2 separate regions of the Mus musculus genome follow, and region 1 is linked to region 2. The links are chromatin contacts, called in public promoter capture Hi-C maps. All regions are on one chromosome and are shown on one strand. The core of a region is the stretch at or near the end of the contact, and the rest is flanking DNA. Distances in the headings are between cores, read along the strand shown. Region 1 holds the start of Stoml1 (stomatin-like 1). Region 2 holds the start of Etfa (electron transferring flavoprotein, alpha polypeptide).

Region 1 (5,453 bases), core at 2,535-5,034, 2.7 Mb before region 2:
TATTCACCTCCCCCCCCCACCTGTCAGTCAGCTCCTCAAATGCAAAATGTTACCTCCAAGAAGGCAGAGCCAGGCACAGGTCAGTGCCCTGGTCTGCCCACAGTTCACTATGCACAGGCCTCATTTCTTTTGTGCAGTGCAGCTGAGAAGCCTCTCACCTTGCAAGGAGGAACGTTGAAGGCTCGGGTCCTCAAATCTACCCTCTGGAAGGAGTCAATAAAGGGCAGGAGAAGAACCATGCCAGGCCCCTGGGGGTTACGGATCCGGCCCAGTCGAAACACAATCATCCTCTCATAGGTGGGCACAATCTGGTCAGGACGGCAAAGGAAAGGGTTTGGAAGTGGTCAGCCTTGGCTGGCTGATGTCATTAGCCAGGTCTGCCCTCTCCACTCAGCCAGTCAAATGCCCTTCGGTGGGTGTGTGTAGTGTAGGCCAGAAGTCAACCCAGGCCACTTCCTATTTTTTTTTTTCCTCTGCCATGAGGTGAAGGACTTCCTGTGGTATACCCTCACCACTCTGATGCTCTGATGGAACACACTGGCTCAAGCCACCAAAGGCTGACACTCGTGAAGCTGAGAGCCAGACCAAGCTCACTCTCTAGACTCTCACAGTGACAAGAACACTAACACACTTAGCTGTGTTTAGATGAGAGACACCAAGCTCAGAGACAGACTTGCCCGTCAGTGAAAGGGGCGTGATCTGAAGACAGAGCTCAGTGATGGGCCAGCCATGTCTTAGTCCCCACAAGTACTGACTTGATCAGGGAAACTTCACCTCTGGGGCCTGAAGCTACACATGACTCATTCAACAGAACTGTTTGCTCTTGGATTGGCTGAGGAAAAGGCTAGGCTGCTCTAAGGAATGCCCTGAGGTTTCACTACTATCAGATCCCTGGATCGCTTTGATAAGAGGGGCCAGGTCTCACATCCCTGGTTACAGGACATTTGCTTCAGTGGCACTGTAGAGGTAGGACCTGGCTTCACCTCAGCGCTCCTTTCTAGACTCAACAAACACAGAGGCTTTCTAGGGACTTCACTGCCTAGGGCTATGCAAAGGGGAAAGCCTGCTTGGGCTTCACCTACCCTGAAGCAGTCAGATGTGTTGTTCAACTACATCTGTATCTTTCACCCTTACCTATTAAGCAACCGTTATGCAAAGCAAGACCTGAGTTTCATTATTCCATGCTTGCTGGGTATGCTGGGTGCTTTTCTTTTGATTGGATCTGAGCCAAAGGGAGGATGATTTTGCAAAGGAATATATATGTCCAGATTCCAGGACCTAGAAAACAATTTCTGCTCCTTCCTGGCTCCCGAGATGCCGTTGGTTCAGTCTGGGCTTCAGTTTATCCATCTGAAGGATGGGAACTGCCCTAGTTTCTCATGTTACTGGGAGAAACATCATGATCAAAAGAAACCTGGGGAGAAAAGAGTTTATTTGGCATCTAGGTTACAGACTATCACTGAGGGAAGAAACTAAAGCAGAAACTCAAGCAGGAAACTGGGGGCAGAAGTGAAGCAGAGACCACAAGAAGGATGATTAGTGCCACCACCCCCCACCTCCCCCATCCCCCCCCCCCCCACCTGACCTGCACCATCTGTGCATTTGCTCAGCTAGCTCAGGCCCAACTCTCTGCACCACAGGGGGTAGGGGTAGGCCCTCCTACACTAATCAAGCAATCAAAATGCCCCCAAAGACGTGGCCACAGGACTGAGCAATCCCTTAGTTGAAGTTCCCTCTTCACAGGCATGTCAAGTTGACAACCAGGATGAGCCATTATAAAATGAACAACCCTTGCCTTACCTATTTCCTAGAGGTGTGATAGCAGTTAGAGGCCAAATACGGGGAATCCACTCATCAACACCTTCGTTGTGCCTCCCCACTCCCCCACAGCATCCAGCCAGCCCTACCTTCAGAGCAAACCAGCCGGAAATGGGGAAGGTGAGCAGCAGCAGCAAGAACCCCAGGACACTGACGAGGCCATGGCAGAGACAGGAGGGCCAGCTCTCCGGCGCGTCTGGGGGCAAAAGAGCAGAAGCAACCACAGAACACCAGCTGGGCCTGGCAGGACAATTTCAGGCACCGTGTCCCAGAGTACAGTGGGCCATGTGTATGTTTTGCCTGTGTTCTGCCCCAAAAGCTCCCCATAGCGAGTTAGGGACCTCCACCATAACTAACCGGTACAACACCCTACAGGAGACTTTTCTCTCCCAGGTGAGAGCCACAGAATCTGAGAACATGATCCATTCGATTTCTCATTGCTGGACATAGCATGGACCAACAAGCCCTTGCCTAATGAGTACCGCCCACCCAAACCTGGAATAGAGAGCACTCATGCTGGGTGGAGTGGACACTGCTGGTGTTAACACATTCTACTGGCCACACCACAAGTATGCTTTCAAGGGGTCATTACAGAGGAAAGGCTTCAGCTACTAAGGATAAAACTAATGCTCACAAGTAACAGTCACAGTGGGACTAAAGTGCTAGTTTAGTATTTATTCCCACTTTAATGCCCTGAAAGAACTATATCTATATCTATATCTATATCTATCTATCTATCTATCTATATCTATAGTGTACTTCAATTCAAGCCTTTTGGCAGGAAGAACTAAGAATCCTGAATGGGTGTTGAGCAAACAGGCCCAGAATCTGGGGATGAGCTTGCTATCTGTTCTCTCCTCCCCAGCCCTAGACAGGAAGGTGACAAGAGACGTCTGTTCTATCCTTCAAGAAGCCCCTGCCTGCAGGACAGTCTAAGTCATAAACTAATTCCTGACCTCTTCAGGGAAGGAGGAATCCTAAGAACCGGGCAGAAGAGCCGGGCGTGGTGGTGCACGCTTTTAATCGCAGCACTTGGGAGGCAGAGGCAGGCAGATTTCTGAGTTCAAGGCCAGCCTGGTCTACAAAGTGAGTTCCAGGAGAGCCAGGGCTATACAGAGAAACCCTGTCTCAAAAAAAAAAAAAAAAAAAAAAAAAAAAAAAAAACCACAAACAAACAAAAACAACAACAACAAAAAAGAACGGGGCAGAAAATGGAGGATTCGTTCAGCATTGCCAAAGCTTTCAATGCACCGTCAATACAGGAGAACCACAGAGGACCAGAATACTCCAAGGACAGTCAGGCTTTGGAGAGAGGAAGCCAAAGCAAACAAGCCAGGCAGCTTGCAGGCCCAGCTTTCTGTTCTGTGCATCTTCACCAGGACACAGGAGACTCCTGCTCCCTGCGCTGCTACCCTAGGGCGACTCTTTTTCCATTTCTCTACAAATGCCTTGTGGGTTATGGCTCCCTCTGCCTAGGGCTCTGTTTTCTTTCTATGCATGATGGGCTATCCTGGAAATAGTAACGGGATGGGCTAAGATTAGGGAAGATGGGGCTGCGCGGCTTCCAAAGCTACAGCTGGTGCCGTAGGGAGAACAAATCGGTGGTAGCATCCCCACACCTTGTCTGGCACCCACTTCATATCCTATCCCCTTCACTCTCCTTCCTCCTAGAGGCAGAGAGTACAGGTCTTGGGGTGCCCCTCTGTCCGCGGTGCTGGGTAGCCACTCACCGGCCCCCGGCCCCACGCTGCCCGGCTCTGGGGACAAGCAGCCCTTCTGCGAACCCAGAAAGCCGAAGCTCGACTGCTGGAAACGATCAAAATCCCCTAAGGGCAGTGCCCGGTAGCCAGACCTTCCAAGCATGACTTCTAACCGGGACACGCCCCGATCCTCTGCTGGGAGACTGCCCTGCCCAGCCTGTGGCAGCTCCGCCCCTCCTCGTTCCCACTGCTTCCGGCTTTACTCCGTCACTAACAACAGTGGCTGAGTAGGATCAGGAATCAGGCCGGGTCCACCATGCCTGCCGCTCCACAGCACCCCCTGCGCTGGGAGGACCGAACGGCGGGAGCACAGTTTGGGGATGTGGCCTTGGTTCTAAGGTTGAGGCTTCCTGACCACCTCCTACCTGGCCTTAGGAAAGGAGGCAAGGAAGTTTGGCTTTAAAGGAGCATTGCAGGAGCGTTTTCTCCAGAAGCAGAGAAATGTTTTTGGCCTCAAACCATTCCTCCAAACTCAACACACTTATGAGTTATGGGTGTGCTTATCCAGATGTAGGATTTCTTCTGGTGTGGTCAGCAAACTGGTATTTTTTGTTTGTTTGTTTCCCCACAGCCAAGAAAACAGAGCCTGCCATACAGAGTCCTGTTCTTATTTGCTTAATGATGGCAGATCCAAGTCACTGTGGACAAGTTGAAGTCAGAAGGCCCCAACTTTGGTATAAAAGAAAAATTTCACATGCAGACACCCCAGGAATCCTGGCAGTGGATGGTGGTGGTGGTGGCTGCAGCAGCAGCAGCAAAGCATTACATGAGACTCCTTGATCCAGGCACTTGAGGTAACTTTGTCTTTCCGTGGCTTCAGAAAGCCCAAATGAAGGTAGAAAATATACCCCAGTAGGATGCTGGGAGGCTGGCAGGAGGCCATTTTACAAAGCAAGAAAAGACGAATCTTTCCCAGTCTTGCCTCCCTGGATCCTTGCCATAGCTCATTTCTAAGTTCCCCTGCCTATGACTGCTAGCCTGGCTAATTTTATGTCAACTTGACACAAGCTAGAATAATCTGAAAAGAGGGATCTCCAATTGAGAAAATGGTTGTGCTGTAGGCAAGCCTGAAGAGCATTTTCCTAATTTATGATTGACGTTGCAGGGCCCATTCCATTGTGGGTGGGGCCAACCCTGGGCTGCTGGTCCTGGGTTCATTAAGAAAGCAGGCTGAACAAGCCAGTAAGCAGCATCCTCCATGGCCTTTGCAGCAGCTCCTGCATCCAGGTTCCTGCCCTATTTGAGTCCTGGCTTCCCTCATTGATGGACCACCATATGGAAATGTAAGCAAAATAAAGCCTTTCCTACCCAACTTGCTCTTTACTCACGGTGTTTTGTCACAGCAATAAAAACCCTAAGATGAGTTGGTACCGGGAGTGAGGTTTTAATTAATTTCAAATGTAGTCAAGTTGACAACCCAGAATTGCCATACAAGTCCACCCCTTGCCAACTTGACACACAATCATATCTTCTTATCAATTTCCAAGTGAAAACATTAAGCAAATCATAATAATACCTAAACATGATATAACTATCTGACATACAATTACAAACACATTATATTTAACCATGTTATAATTACACCTAACCAGATAAAACTATCCCTCATACAACTGCAAATGCATTGCAAATTTAGAGTAGATGCCAGGCGTGACGGTGCACGCCTTTAATCCCAGCACTCGGAGGCAGAGGCAGGCAGATTTCTGAGTTTAAGACCAGGCTGGTCTACAAAGTGAGTTCCAGGACAGCCAGGGCTGTACAGGGAAACCCTGTCTTGAAAAACCAAAAAAAAAACAAAAAACAAAAAACAAACAAACCAAACCAAACAAACAAACAAAAACAAACGAACAAACAAAAAATTTAGAGTAGATGACA
Region 2 (5,136 bases), core at 2,186-4,685:
TGACATCTGAAGTGGAAAGTTATATGGCTTGAAAACATAAAACAAAACCATCATCAAATAATGACAGCAAGACTTATGATTTGATACTGGACTTGATCATAGGGTATCAAGTGACCAAATGTTGGAGTTAGCCATCATGAAATAGACTCCATACAGACCATCAAATCGTAGTATCAGGTAGGTAGAAGCAATCTATTCTAGGGTAGGAACTGGTATATTTAGGAATGAGTGCAAGTAGAACCAGAGGGCACAGTAACTTGTAAAGTTGGTAGGCTAGCTCCCATTACCACTGTTATGCCTGCCCCAGGTTATAACTTGCTATACTTCCTATAACTTGGTTATAGGAAGACCTCTTTACAATCTGCTAACAAGAGGAAAAACCATTCATATAGCTTATGAGGAGTCTTTCAATATGTAAATCCAGGCTGAAAATGGAGGGCAGATGCACTACAGCCTTACTTAGGGACAGTTTTGAAAGACAATGGTGAAGGAAGACAGACGGTTTAAGAGCTAGAACTTCAGAAAGGTATGTTGGTCATCCATTTTATGTGGATAGAGAAGCAGAGGCTAGAGGTCTGGAAAGCCAGGGACAAGAAGGCTTAGGATAGAGGCATGAAGATGAGTATATGGAAGAATTCAGCTTGGAAGAGGAACCAAGTAATCAAGACAACAATGCCTGGGCTAGCTCACTCAGCCAGCCTTTGCCTGGGCTAGCTCACTCAGCCAGCTTACAGCAGACCTCATAGGCAGGACTTTATAAGGACTGATGTACATCTTTCAAAGTGTCACAAATCAAATATGTTTCTATGGTATTGTGACCTGGGGCTCTACAGGACCAGATACCTTTGTCTCTGAAAAAGAAATCTTCTACCAGATGACTCAGCAAGAGTCCTGTTGAGCTTAGATCTCTGAGTTCAGGACCAGAACTGGTCTACAGAGCCAATTCCAGGACAATCATGACTACATAGAGAAACCCTGTCTGGGGGAGGGGGTAAGAAGAGTACTGTCAGGTCCAAAAGAAGCTCAGTCTGCTACCCTCCTGGCACTCTTTTGGTTCTGTTTGGTTCCCTCTCTCTTGGTCCTCTCTCATATTTGTTCTCTCTCTCTTTCTCTCTCCCATCTTTGTGCTCTCTCTTCTCTCTTCTGTTCTGTTCTGTTCTGTTCTGTTCTGTTCTGTTCTGTTCTCTTCTCTTCTCTTCTCTTCTCTTCTCTTCTTTTGTCTTCTCTTCCTCTCACCCGCCACCACTCCCATGGCCTGGTTCAGTCTACTGGTCATGTTTAGTCTACTTTCTCTCCCTGCTCAGGACTCTCCTTCAATCTACAATAAAAACCTTCTCAATCGTACATCTGAGCAGTCATCTTACTTGATACACCTGGTGCTAAATGGCAGTGCCATATAGGAATGAGAAGTGGGAGGAAGAGAAGCCCATGAGCTGAAGAAGTTTAGGGGACAGAGTCGGATGAGAAGGGCTGAGAGGGGCCACAGTTACCGAGTGAGTCTGCAGGCCAGCAGACACTTTGGCATGCTAACGGGTACCACGTTAGCCATTTGTCCTGACTGTCTTTTGGACCTGATTACTCCTATTGAGCTACAGCGATCATCTAGGAGCTCTGGGCACTTGTGTGCAGGAAGGAAAGCTACCATCTTGACCAATAGTGATCTAAGAGGCACTGGATGCAGCTCGGCAACCCTGGCTTGAGAAAGGCCTGGTGGCCAGAGACTCGTGTCCTCAGTCCTCAAGGCACCGGCTGAGCTCAAGTTCAGTGGGGATCCTAGCATAGAGAAGAGACAAAGAGCAGCCAGAGCTGCAGACTGTCCGTCCCACCAGGAGTCCTGGAGGAGCTGTGCCTAAGTGAGTCAGACTTCAAGGACTAGCTGAAGGCAATTCTCCCCCTTCTTTTGTTCTTTGTACAATTATTTCTACAAATAGCAAGCAGCCATATATAGGCTAGCTAATAGAAACCATCTTCTGCCTCCAAAATGTCTATAACTCAGTGGGAAAGAAGAGCATCCAAACACCTAGAGGGAACACTTTCATAACATCAGTCCTTCAGACGCACATTTGTCTGGTACTTGACATACATGTAAATGTAGAAACATATCTAATTGTACCCTCCCTCCAGAAGTTCTTCAAGGACACTCTTCTGTCTTCCAAATGAGTATGGTGATTTGTTACAGATCTGGGCCATTTTCTGTGTTTTACTTTGTACCGGCTCTGCTCTGCCCATAACCATCATGCCCTGTGGGCACTGTGCCTCTACAGGGCATGGCTGCTGCTGCTTCGCTGGAGCCTAGGATGTGCCCGAGACATCTCATGGCAGGAGGGAGGATTCTCTCCTCTTTGGTGTTTTGCCTTATCATGGAGGCAGGAAGGAGGTAGTTCATATCTCATTTAAAAAATTTTTTAAATAAAAATACTCCTTTTGATTTTTACTTACTCTTCTTTCTTTTTTCAATAGGACTTAGATTTGAGTCTAGTGGGGTAGTTCTATTGGAAGAAGAAAGTGATGGTAAACAGAATACTAGTTGTCCCTCCCACGAACAGCTTAGGTGGGCACAGTCCCAGTCCTCCACAAGCGTGGTCTTGTATAAGATGGGTTCTCACTCGGTTCACAAAACTAAGAGAGTAAAGAAGAGAAATATTCACTGTAGGGGACTAGAGATTATTGTGAAGAAATACTATTGTGGGCTAGCTCTTAAAGGTGCAATTCACTCCTGAGAGGGCTTGAGTTCTGGGACATCCTGAGCAGCCCAGAAGGCAGGTAGATTGGTCGGTCCAAAGAGCAAGAGAGATTTTAACAGCCACAGGCACTGATGCCAGAGGATAGAAGTGAGTCTGACTAAGGGCAGAGAAGAGTATGGAGAAGATCTGGGTGGACCTCAAACCTGGCCCTAGGCTGCTGGGGTGGTTCATCTCCATCCCATTCTGCCTCCTTCTGTGTAGTTTGTACGATCTCCATTTCCTTCTAGAATCCAGCTCAAATATCGCCAACTCAATAGACCCTTCCCAGGAAGTAGCAAATAAATTATTTATATTATTTATTAATAACTTTTTGTTTTGTTTTGTTTTGAGTCTCCTAAGGTCCCCAGGACTGACACCTAATTAATGCACGTTTACAATTCTCCTCACCTGCGACTATTTGGTTGGCACATTACACGTGCAGCGCTGACACTGGGCGTAAATGAGAGTGGAAAAGGACTGGAGTGAGGGGGTTCCCTTCGCGGGTGGAAAGAAAGCTGCGTACAACAGGGCAGTTAGTCCAGACAACGTTACCAACGAAAGTCCGAGACCGTCAGGGAACAGAGCCAAGCAACTGGAGGGCGTGGCGCGCATGCCAGCGTCTCGGCGCACACCCTTACCTTTGCCCTACTCCCAAGTCCCGCCTCTAACTTTCCGCTTTCCTCATTGGCTGCGTGGCTGCCCAATGGGCTCCCGGGAAGCGCGAGCCCCCGCAGTCCAGGACTAAGCTGTCAGCTCTCGTGCTCGCATCTCGCGAGCGTTCGGGTCTCTGGTAGAGGAGGCGGCGGCGGTGGCGGCGGCGGTGGTTCCCGCGCGCTCCGGGTCTCTGAGGCTGAGGGTACTGCGGGGCTGACTAGAACAGAGACAATGTTTCGAGCAGCGGCGCCTGGGCAGCTCCGGCGGGCGGTGAGTCCGGACAGGGAGGGCCGAGCAGGTGACGTCCGAGCCGCAGCCTGCTGACCCTGTCAGGCGAAGGTCACGGGCTCCCTCGACTCCCACCGTCCGCGTAGACAGTCGGTGCAGTGCCCGGGACGCGGGTCAAAGTTCTGGAGCCTTCGCCCTTGACCTCTTCCGGGTCACGCTGCCCCAACCCGGGTTCCCACGGCCCTGACTCTCGCGGGGCACTCTGGGGCTACTAGGTTCTCTCGCCTGGAGGGGAGCTGCGTCCCCCCAAAGGGGCCAGATGCCGCCGCGGAACCTCTTGGGGAAGAGTTCGAAACCTAGGCCTCCTGTGGCTGCCCTGGACGCCCACTGCCAAGGGCAGGGGCGGAGTGCTCTGCGGCTGGGCTGGTGAGACCGGGCTGAGTGGAGGAGGGGCTGGGACGTACCCGCCTGGGATCCAGTCCTGAGAAGTCGCAGACTGATGTTGCCTCAGTAGCCTTGGAAACTTGGTAGTGGGGACTTTTTCCGTGGTGACAAAGTTTACCATTTGTCTGTTTTTCGAGGACTTGAAAAAACAAAACAAAACTTTTTTTTTCTTTCTTGTCGGGGTGCTGTAAGGGAATAGCAGTTGAAGGCTGACCAGTTCCAAGGCAATAATTTAAGGAGCTTGTAGATTTTTCTAATTTACATTAAGATTGCTAGAGAAGCAATATCAGCAGCCTTGGCCTGCAAGTTATGCAGACGTTTTGTAACTTTTATACGTACTTTTTATTTTAGTGCCTTTTACCCCAATCACCACTGAGATTTTTTTCTGTCTGGGATACAACTTATGGGCTTCTTGGAAGTTTGAAGACTCCCCCCCCCCCACTTTGAATGTTGCCACTCCTTGTTAAAAAAAAAGTTAAAACACATCGTTCAGGATCCTAGCCCATCTTTCTCCCACGAGATTTTTTTAACCTCCTTTCTATAATAAAAGAATCAGTAAGCAAGTGAAGGCCATGGCTTTTGGGGGGGAGGGGCGGTTTCCAAGCAGCAGTACCTGACTTGAAGATCTATACAGAACTTGCGAAGCAATTTTGTGCATAGGTTTTATGCTCGGCCTAATTGTGGTAAGGAGAATTTAGAATTTGGTGATTTTGTAGAACTAGTCGGGGGAAAGTCCAAGTACCCAGTATTTATACATAGGCAGCATTGCCAAACCTTTGTTGTGATTTGCCAAGAATTGTGACCTTGGCCTATTTTTAAAATTAGAAGTCAAGGGTAGTAGAGTACTGTCTCTAAAGTCATTAATATTTTTTTTAAGATTTGAATGCAGCCGGGCGTGGTGGCACATGCCTTTAATCCCAGTACTCGGGAGGCAGAGGCAGGCGGATTTCTGAGTTTGAGGCCAGCCTGGTCTACAGAGTGAGTTCCAGGACAGCCAGGGATACACAGAGAAACCCTGTCTCGAAAAAAAACAACAACAACAACAAAAAAAAACCAACCAAACAAACAAACAAAAAAAGATTTGAAC

The links. Promoter capture Hi-C pulls out the DNA fragments that hold promoters and counts their contacts.
Region 1: a promoter capture Hi-C map of erythroid cells shows a contact between it and region 2, with 47 times the contacts expected there. The contact joins the promoter of Stoml1 here to the promoter of Etfa in region 2. A contact is called at or near these places in 2 of 39 promoter capture datasets (erythroid cells and liver).

Annotation. Positions count from the first base shown.
Region 1 is chr9:58,251,495-58,256,947 of GRCm38.p6, reverse strand. Stoml1 (stomatin-like 1) reads right to left here and starts at 3,784. Exons shown (of 7, transcript NM_026942.3): 1 at 3,549-3,784; 2 at 1,908-2,014; 3 at 159-308. The coding sequence starts at 3,681.
Region 2 is chr9:55,510,542-55,515,677 of GRCm38.p6, reverse strand. It overlaps Etfa (electron transferring flavoprotein, alpha polypeptide), which reads left to right and starts at 3,435. Exons shown (of 12, transcript NM_145615.4): 1 at 3,435-3,647. The coding sequence starts at 3,609.